2 separate regions of the Mus musculus genome follow, and region 1 is linked to region 2. The links are chromatin contacts, called in public HiChIP or PLAC-seq maps. All regions are on one chromosome and are shown on one strand. Each heading gives the region's core, a stretch centred on a gene start, on an enhancer-like site or on the middle of the called end of the contact. The rest is flanking DNA. Distances are from core to core; before and after follow the strand shown. Region 1 holds the start of Psph (phosphoserine phosphatase). Region 2 has its middle 14 kb from the start of Gm38615.

Region 1 (4,998 bases), core at 1,047-3,546, 740 kb after region 2:
GATGCAAACACCCATGCACACAAATGAATGTAATAAAACCTTTTTGAGACTCTCATATAACAACAAAACTCTTTACAAAGACTGGAAAGTAGTTGTTGTAGGAGTAGACCAAAGCATGTGACAATCACATATCTCAAATGTATCTTACAGACATCTTCGCATATATGTTAAATGTCACAGAGATTTTTTTAGTTGCAAAATATCAGAATAAATTTGGCCCAATGGGAACTTGGTGAAATATATTATGATGCAGTCATTTAGTGAAATATGCCACTATTTAAAAACAAAAAACAAAAAAACAAGCCATGTGGTGGCGATCACCTTTAATCCTAGCACTCAGAAGGCTGAGGCGGGTTGACCTCTGAATTTGAGGCCTGTCTGGTCTACAGAGTGAGTTCCAGGACAAACAAGACTACACAGAGAAAACTAGAAGACAAAAAAAAAAAAAAAAAAAAAAAAAACCTAACAAAAACAGTTTAGCCAGATGTGGTGATGCTGTGATATTCTCTGTTGAGAATGACAGAGTCACTGGGACATAGTTCAGAAGTTAAGCTCCCGACCAAAAAGTGTAAGCTAGGTGTGGTGGTGTGTGCCTGTACTACCTGCATTTAGGAGGTAGGCAGATCGAGCCAGAGGCTCGTGGGTTAAGAGCACTGGCTGCTCTTCTAGAGGCCCTGCATATAACTCTCAACATCTAACATGGCAGCTCACAACTACAGCCCTATAGGATCTGATGCCCTCTTCTGGTAAGCAGATATACATGCAGACAGAACACCTATATACATTAGATAAACAAACAAACAAACAAGAGGTAGGTAGAGGCAGGAGGATCAGGAGTTCAAGGCTAGCCTTGTCTGCATAGTGAGACCCTGTCACAAAAACAAAACAAACCACAAACAAACAAAAAGCAGCTCCAATATATTCTTGGCTAATGTTTTAAGGACTTTTATATTAAGTAAACACGAGTCTTCTTCATGCCTCGTTATCATCTGCACAGCTTTTGTGGTTTTCAAACCTACAACTCCACTTGAAAACATTACACTAGCATACTTACTGCAGCCAGAAGAGCAGAGGTTTGGGAATAACTAAATGTCAGCCATGTGACTGGTTGTTTCTCTTTCCTTTTTAAATTTCCTGTATTCAGGACCTTTGTACCGGTTAAACCGGCACTCATCCTCTGAGCTACATACCCTATAGTTCTGTTTTCTTTAGACAGGGTCTTCCTATGTAGCCACGGCTGGCCTGGAACTTGCTATGCAGACCAGGCTGGCCTTGAACTCACAGAGATCTGCTTGCCTCCCGTGTTGTGACTATGCCTGGCTCTGTATAGTAGAAGAATAAGAATTTTTCTTTCCTATCAAAATGGCAAAGCCTTCAGTATATATAGCTCAGTGGAATACGTCCAATGGCATTACGAGTTGTCATCTGTGTGGAGAAGTGATTCATATTCATATACATGTTTAAAAATTCAGTACGTATCTATATGTTAAGTGCTCAACATACAGACAGGAAAAACACTTATACGCTTAATATTATTTTCTTTTTAAAAAAATGTTTAAAAGAATGCTTTCAAAGACTGGGCACCACTGTCCAGCCATTAGTTGTTAGTTTTTAGCAGGCTTAGTAGCTCATACCACTTTGGAAGTTGAAGCAGGACTGCTACGAGTTAGAATACCAGTCCGTGTTAGACAGTTCGTGGTCTAGCTGGGACATAGAATGAAACAAGGATTACTATTTGTTTCATTATTTTAAAAAAATTAAAACAAAATCCATTTTAGTTTTCAAGCTGCCTCAATGACCTGGGCCCTAAGAACAGACTGATCCTGAGTCTCCTCAACGCCCATCGCACCACTCCTAAAGCCATCTAGTACTTTCTACCTAGCGTAGTCCTCCCGTCAACCTCCGGGGTCTTAAAACGACCAGGGTACAGGGGAAGGCTCCATTTTCTGTGCTCCCCAATTTACGGATAAAACAGGCAAGGAAAAAAAAAAAATGAACCTGGGAAATCTCGCGAGAGTGTGAGGGAAGCATCCCGGAGTCCAGTAGCTAGAGACACCCTGCAACTAGAGGCCGACGCCTCTGCTTCCTGTCACACCCAGTCGAGTGCAGAGGCCGAAGCATCCCTCACACACGACCTGCAGGGCTTTTCCTGCACCGCGGAGCCGCGCAGCCTCCACGCTGCAAACTCTTAAAAGCGCCGAACCGTGACGCTGGGGGGCGAGCACAACGGAACCTTAAGATCCAGAGTGCCGATGACGGGAGAACCAGTTTCTCAGATGCGCAATGACGTCGCAACTGGGCGTGGTGGGCGGGTCTTAGAGAGACCAGCGTTGGATTAAGCCAATCAGCGGGCGGCAGGAGGGTCGCCACCCAATGGAGGTGCTCTGTGGGCACGCCGGGGGCGGGCCGGGTGCGTAAGACTTTTCGAGAAGACCCCGCAGAGAGCACGTTGTTCTCGGCCTCTCCCGGAGCTAGGCCAGCCATGGCGGCGGTAAAGACCCTAAATCCGAAGGCCGAGGTGGCCCGGGCCCAGGCAGCGCTGGCGGTGAACATCAGCGCGGCTCGGGGCCTGCAGGATGTTCTGAGGACCAACTTGGGGCCTAAGGGCACCATGAAGATGTAAGCCCGGGCTGGCGGGAGGGCGGGCCTGGCGGCTCGATGGCCGCAAACTCGAGTCGCTGCCTCCAGGCCTTCGCGCTAGCGTTTTCTTTCTCCCATGTCTGGGCTGCATCCCATCCAAACCCCCCGAATCCGCGCCTTTCGGGGTTGGCATTTGCACCTATTTCTTATAGAGGAAGAGAGTGGCGTGTGCAACCTTCCCGAACCCAGCCCCGGGCCCCGAGTTTACTGGGATGTAGGAGTAAAGTCCAAATTTCAGGGGATCTGTTTTTGTTACCTCGTTAGCTAGCAAATGAATAAAGTTCACTGAGACATAGCGCTTGGATTTTTTTTTAATTAGTCTTAATTCACTCTCTTTTCTCGCCTCTCGTATCCGTTCCTCAAATTGCGGTTGCTTTGGAGTCGTATATTTCATAGCCTCCTTTGGTTCCCTTTACACCTCATTCTTTTTTGTGGGAATTTTCTTTATGTATTTAGTTGAGATCGGGTCTGACTGATAAGTTACGGCTTGTCTGGAACTCCCTGTGATTCACTTGCCTTCAAGAGGGGATGGGGGATATACATTACCTCCCCTTGGCTGCTTTGTGGAATTCTTACTTGTTTTGTTTTAATTAGAAAAAGTCACATCCTTGCTCATCAATTCCTTCCCATTTGGCAGGCTTGTATCTGGTGCTGGAGACATCAAACTTACTAAAGATGGCAATGTGCTGCTTCATGAAATGGTAAGAGGCTGCCGGGCTGGGTTTAAAAAAAAATTTTTTTTTTTGACCTCTTGCTCCATTTGAGGTGAATAAAATTCTTCATCAGGTCATCATGTCTTTCAGGCAGAAATATAGGAAGTGCTTTAGTGGGTGAGGAACTCTGTCAAATGTGACACATGTGTTTGGATCCTTGGGTTTTTTGTTTGTTTTGGGGGGGTCTACTTTGTAGTCTGGGCTAAAATAAAAAATTGTATAAAAGAATATTGTTATCTCTACTTTAGCTAAATATTGTACCACATAGCTATAATCCCGGCACTCAGCCAGATCTCTTGAGTTCAAAACCAGGTAGAGCTACATAAGCATAGTGAGACCTTGTCTCAAAAACAGGGCAATGGGAAAGAAAACCAAAAAATAAATGCTCATCTTTCCACTCAACTGCAGGAGAAATGAAAATCTTACTTTTGTTTGTTTAAGATAAATCTCACTGTGCAGCCCTGCTTGGCCTCAAACTGGGATTAAAGCTATGCCTCTCACACCGGGCTGTCTTATAGTTATTATTTTTGTCCCAGGGATCATATTAAATTGACCCAACTACCCATTTCCCTCACTTTCAGGTCCTATAGTTCAAACCCTAGTAAAGGGGATGGCTTGAAATCCAAGCAAAATGTAGCCAGCAGTACTGTGCAGTCTTAGTGGAAGGCATTGAAAGAAGCCTGTCCATGTTGTACCCTAGGTAATGGTTTAAGTCATTTAAATAGTTCTTTTTCTACCTACAGCAAATTCAACACCCAACAGCCTCTTTGATAGCAAAAGTGGCTACAGCCCAGGATGACATAACTGGCGATGGCACTACATCCAATGTCCTCATCATCGGGGAGCTGCTCAAACAGGCGGACCTGTACATTTCTGAAGTATGTATGCTTCTTGCTTCTGTGCTCTGTTTGGTGGGCTATTGGTACACAGTGATGTGAAGCTAGCTGAGGGCACACTGTGGAATGGTCGGGCTGCTTAGCTCTGGGAGCCTGTGCCTGTCTGTAACCTGGTCTGAAATGAGTGAAAAAAACCTGCCGACTGTATGTAAATGATTACATGTTTATCATTTACCTGCTAGCCTCAGACTCACAGGAGGTCTGTCTGCCTGTTACTGCTCCTACTGAGCCTATTCTCTGATCTCAAAATGATGTGAATTAGTTTCAGATGTCCTGTAGACAAGAGAAGAAGCAAGCTCTTACAGCAAAGTTTTAGGAGCCAGTTTTCGTGGATTGCACAGTGAACACCCAAGTGTGCTCTGTAGTTCCCTTGGCCTTGACTCTGTGCTAGAGTAAAGTCTGTTCTTTTCCTCTGCATTAAAAGGAGTACTGTGTCCTTTTCAATGTATTCAGAAAGTCAGCACACCATTAATTAATTAATTACAATTAATTAATTGTAGTAAGTATGAATGACTCAGAGTGTCGCTTCAGACGTTACTGGACTTAGTGTTAGTGGTGTCTAGTTGAAGCTGCAAGTGTTGGCAGTGGGTTTATCACTGTTTGGATTATAGGGTCTTCACCCAAGAATAATAACTGAAGGTTTTGAAGCGGCAAAAGAAAAGGCACTCCAATTTCTGGAACAAGTCAAAGTAAGCAAAGAGATGGACAGAGAAACACTCATCGATGTGGCGAGGACATCTCTGCGGACT
Region 2 (4,982 bases), core at 1,332-3,831:
GAAAATGGACGAACACCTTTAATCCCAGCACTCCAGGAGGCAGAGGCAGTGGATCCTGCGAGTTCAAAGCCAGCCTGGTCTACAGAGAGAGTTCCAGGACACCTAAAGCTACATAGTGAGACCTTGTCTTAAAAAAAGAAAGAAACACACACACACACACACACACACACAGAGAGAGAGAGAGAGAGAGAGGGAGAGAGAGAGAGAGAGAGAGGGAGAGAGAGAGAGAAATTAGAGCACACTAGCCTCTGAGCTGGGACACTCTGGGTCATCATCTGTGACTCTCTCTTGCACTGAGATGCAGCACCGTGCACAGTGTGTGGAAGACCCAGCTTCAGTCAGCCAGCAATGTTAGTAGACACACATGCTTAAAGAGTCTCCAATGTGAGGTTGGTGGCATGGCTCAGTGGGTAAGAGCACTTGCTGTACAGGCATTAGGACTCAAGTTTGAGTACCCTGAACCCACAGAAGGAGCTGAGTATGGTTGTGGGTCTGTAACTGCAACATTGTGCAGACGCAGAGACACAGGATAACTGGGCTTACTGGTTGGCAGCCTAGTTCCAGGTTCATTGAGATTCCTAGTTGCAAGGGAATAGGGTAGGGGGTGATAAAGCAGGATACTCAAGTGTTCTCTGGTGCACAGGCATGTGCATGCTGGCGCTTGCACGCACACGCGCACACACCCACACCTACAGAAAGCACATACACATGTGTATACACACAGGTAGTGAAGTTTTTAGTTTCTTTAAAAAACACAGAAGTATTATGGGAATATGTTTTTGTTTTAATCCTAGGTATGGGGCTGCTTCAGATTGCCCATAGCACCTGACTGTGATTTGCCTCGTGCTCTAGCAGGGGCATGATTTTGCCAGTGGCAGATAGTTACTGTGACTGTGTGATGTTGAGAATTCTGGGGACCTTTGAGAGGAATTATTAAATGCTAGGGGCTGTTGTTGCTGTTGCTGTTGGTTGGTGGATGTTGGTCACAGTTTGTTAAGTAGCCGTGAGCAAAGAAGAAACAACAGGAAGAAATGAGATATTCTGACAGCAAAGATCGAACTGGCCCCAAGGAACTGGACGCCCCAATCAGCAGGAAGTAGTCTAAGAATAAGGTCACCTATTTCCTTTCTATCCTTTTTTTTCTCTCCTATGAGGTGTTAGGGGGTTGAGAGGGTGGAAGAAAAGGGGTGGAGAAGGGTAGAAGAAAGAAGAACCCACAAAGTAGCCAAAGATTGACTACACACACATGCATATATAACACACAGGTGCATATAACACACATGTGCATATAACATACATTCACATACGTACACAAAGTACAGTCTGTAGAGTGTGGTCTGTTTCCAAGGGCTCTTATTCTTCCCCCTTTGTCTTATTAGCATATTTAGTTTAATTGCATAAAATAATAGGTTTCGTGACATTCTCATGTGGGAACATAGTCTATGTTGATTATACTCAAACACCAGGGCCTGATTATCCACTGGCTTTTTGTTGTTGTTGTTGTTGTTTCATAGAATTAAAGTATCTGTTATGTACTGTTAGGTTTTTTTCCTTCCTTCTTCCCTCCTCCCTTTTCCTGTCTCCTTTTCTCTGCTCCTTTCTCTTCTCTTCCTTTGTTGTACTTCTGGCGACTGAACCTACGGTTTTAGGCATGCTTGCTAAGTTATATTCAACCACCCAGCCACAGACCAAGTTCTGTTTAGAGTTTTATTTTGCTTCCTTCCATGAAACCCGAGCAAACAACACAACAACAGTGGATTGGACCAGGACCGTGAGATTCAATGGAGCGTGGTGGATGTAAAACCCCTGACCTTTTACAACGAGGTGGGGGCTGGAGAGATGGTTCAGTGGGTAAAGAAAGCACTTGCTGCACAACCAGAGGAGCCTGAATTCACCCCACAAACCATGTAAAAATGCAGACAAGACAGGCTGGTCTGTAATTCCCCTTCTACAGTAAGTTGGGAGGTGGGGACAGGACAGTTTTTGGAAGTACACAGACCAGCTCACCTGGTATACTGGGTGGAAAAACAACAAAGAGGTTCAATCCCTCCCTTTGCCCTCCCCTCTCCCTCCTTCTTTTCTTTCTTCCTCTCTCTCTCTCTCTCTCTCTCTCTCTCTCTCTCTCTCTCTCTTACTTTCTTGTTTTTTGAGACAGGGTTTCTCTATGTAGCCTTGGCTTCCTTGAACTTGCTCTGTAGACCAGGCTGACCCCAAACCCACAGATATTTGCCTGCCTCTGCCTCCCATTTCCCCAATTTTGGAGTTTTAGCCAGTAGTTTCTGAGCTCCTTGCCCGCTCTCAGCACAGACTCCTGGGCAGTAGATAATAACCGAGATGTCTGCTGGCTTTTACGCTACACGACGACCATCATCTTGACTTCCCTAGGATCTCTGCCCAGTTTGTACCAAATGATACTGTGACAAAGGTGAACTGGGGACTCAGTACTTTGGAAACAGGGAGGCAAATTGAAAACCATGTGAAATTCCTCATCCCAAATCCTTCCATCTGTGAACATCGATCTGTTTCTTCACTAGTCACCAAGCATCCCGTTGCCACGGTTACCGTGAGGCAGCCATCTGGATAAAGAATGATGCTGTAACTCAGCACCCTTTCCTGTTGGAATGCTGAGCCCTGGGCACCGTGATGCCAGCTCTTTAGATTTCTTGAAGGAATGTCAGAACTTATGTTAATAAAAACGGCCATGGCACTAAGAATGATAAACGGTGTTCCCTGTTCCCCAGTCTAACAGAAAAAGTTTCTCTCCTGGGTCATTTTGTTGACAAATGCTTTTTTTGTTTTTGTTTTTGTTTTTGTTTTTGTTTTTGTTTTTGTTTTTGTTTTTAGAGACAGGGTTTCTCTGTATAGCCCTGGCTATCCTGAACTAGCTCTGTAGACCAGGCTGGTCTCTCACTCACAGAGATCTGCCTGCTTCTTTCTCCCAGTACTGAGATTACCACCTGTTTTTTGTTTTTGTTTTTGTTTCTGTTTCTGTTTGTTTCATTATTTTTTACTGTGTTTTTTTAAAAAAAGATTTATTTATTATTATATGTAAGTACACTGTAATTGTCTTCAGACACACCAGAGGAAGGTGTCAGATCTCATTATGGTTGTTTGTGAGCCACCATGTGGTTGCTGGGATTTGAACTCAGGACCTTTGAAAGAGCAGTCAGTGCTCTTAACCACTGAGCCATTTCTTCACCCCCCCCTTTTTTAAAGATATATTTCATTTTATGTATATGAGTACACTGTAGCTGTCTTCAGATATACCAGAAGAGGGCATCAGACCCCGTTACAGATGGTTGTGAGCCACCATGTTGGGGATTGAACTCAGGACCTCTGGAATAGCAGTCAGTACTCTTAACCGCTGAGCTATCTCTCCAGTCCTCGTTTTGTTTTTTAAAGAAGTTTTCTAACTATGTTAGCTTAGCTGGCGTGGAACTTGCTGTGTAGACCAGGCTAGCCTCAAACTCATAAAAATCCTTCTGCCTCTGCCTCTGCCTTCTGGGTGCATGTACCACCACACCCCACTAACATTATTTATTTTTTACATCTGCAGTTTCCCCTCCCTCTTCTCCTCCCAGTCCCCTCCCTTCATCCATGCCTCCTCCATTTCCCTTCAGAAAAGGGCAGACCCCTCATGGCTAGCAACCAGCCATGACATGTCAAGTTGCAGTAAGACCAGGCATCTCCTCTCCTGTTAAGGCTGGATGAGGCAATCCGGTAGGAGAAAAGGGTCCCAAAAGCAGGCAACAAAGCTAGAGACAACCTGATCCCACTGGTAGGAGTCCCACAAGAAGACCAAGCTACACAGCTGTAACACGTGTGCAGAAGGCCTAGGTTAGTTCCATAAAGACTCCCTGGTTGGCAGTTCCCTCTCAGTGAGCCCCCACGAGCCCAGATAACCTTGCTTTATGGGGTCTTTTTGTTATTGTTGTTTTTTTTGTTGTTGTTGTTTTTTTGTTTTCTATTTTTTTTGTTTTTTTGTTTTTGTTTTTGTTTTTTTGAGACAGGGTTTCTCTGTGTAGCCCTGGCTGTCCTGGAACTCACTTTGTAGACCAGGCTGGCCTCGAACTCAGAAATCTGCCTGCCTCTGCCTCCCAAGTGCTGGAATTAAAGGCATGCATCACCACTGCCTGGCTTGGGGTCATTTTTAAAAAAATGCCTTTGCTATACTTTTTTGAAAAACAGAAACGTGAGAGATCGCACCATATCTATCAGATTCATTTTGTGCTGGCAACTGCGAACGTATCAATAAAGCTCTCATTCTTACAGAGGGTTGTCTGGTAGGACGATAGTCATCTCAGAACAGTGCACATGCCTTGAAACTGTGCCTCAGGAACGAAGACCGTGCTTTCTTCCCCAAAGAGTTAGGCAGTCTGGAGGTTGGGTCGTTTCTTTGGTTTGTTTTCAGATTTTATTACTTTTTTTTTTTTTTTTTTTTTTTTTTTTTTTGCAGCCCTGGCTACTTATTCTGCAGACCAGGATGACCTCAAATTCACAGACTATCTGCCTCCTTCCGCCTCCCAAGTGCTGGGATTAAAGGTGTGTGACACCACCGTCCAGCAAATTCTTATTAGATTTTTATTGATTTATTTCATTTGTTTTTGTGTGTATGCTTGCAGCCATGTGAACCTCACATCACTTGTGTAAAGACCCGAGGCTCCTCTCCTTCTCCTCCCCCCTCCCCCTCCTCTTCCTCTTCTCCTCTCCTCCTCCCCCTCCCCTTCCTCTCCTCCTCTCTCTCCTCTCCCCTCCCCTCCTTTTCCCCTTCCCCTCTTCTCCTCTTCCCTCCTCCTCTTCCTCTCCTTTCCTCTCCTCCCCTCCCCTCCCCTCCCCTCCCTTTCCCCTCCCCCCTCCCCTCCCCTCTCCTCCCTTTCCCCTCTCCTCCCTTCCTCTCCTCTTCTCCTCCCTGCCTCCCTGCCTCCCTGCCTCCCTCCCTTCCTCCCTTCTTTTCTTTTTAGAGACAGGGTCTCTCTATGTAG

What was found. HiChIP or PLAC-seq counts read pairs in DNA pulled down with a chosen protein or histone mark.
Region 1: a contact with region 2 is called in an H3K4me3 HiChIP or PLAC-seq map of forebrain, with 5 times the contacts expected there. The contact joins the promoter of Psph here to the enhancer-like site in region 2. A contact is called at or near these places in 1 of 39 promoter capture datasets (embryonic stem cells), 1 of 484 Hi-C or Micro-C datasets (cortical neurons), 11 of 115 datasets of contacts at active chromatin or transcription factors (T-cell acute lymphoblastic leukemia, craniofacial prominence, embryonic forebrain and 6 more) and 1 of 9 other capture datasets (pancreatic islet).

What each region holds. Positions count from the first base shown.
Region 1 is chr5:129,784,957-129,789,954 of GRCm38.p6, forward strand. It overlaps Psph (phosphoserine phosphatase), which reads right to left and starts at 2,297. Exons shown (of 8, transcript NM_133900.4): 1 at 1,999-2,297. Cct6a (chaperonin containing Tcp1, subunit 6a (zeta)) reads left to right here and starts at 2,400. Exons shown (of 13, transcript NM_009838.2): 1 at 2,400-2,619; 2 at 3,278-3,341; 3 at 4,097-4,231; 4 at 4,861-4,998. The coding sequence starts at 2,483. Gm23245 (a small nucleolar RNA gene) reads left to right here and starts at 4,583; the gene lies at 4,583-4,717.
Region 2 is chr5:129,047,015-129,051,996 of GRCm38.p6, forward strand. No RefSeq gene overlaps it. Among named protein-coding and RNA genes, the nearest start is that of Gm38615, 14 kb to the right of the region's middle. Within about 2 kb of position 2,582, at least 12 of the 459 cell types and tissues checked have an H3K27ac peak or open chromatin away from gene starts, as enhancers often do. A contact at or near this core is called in cortical neurons and forebrain, where this site is marked.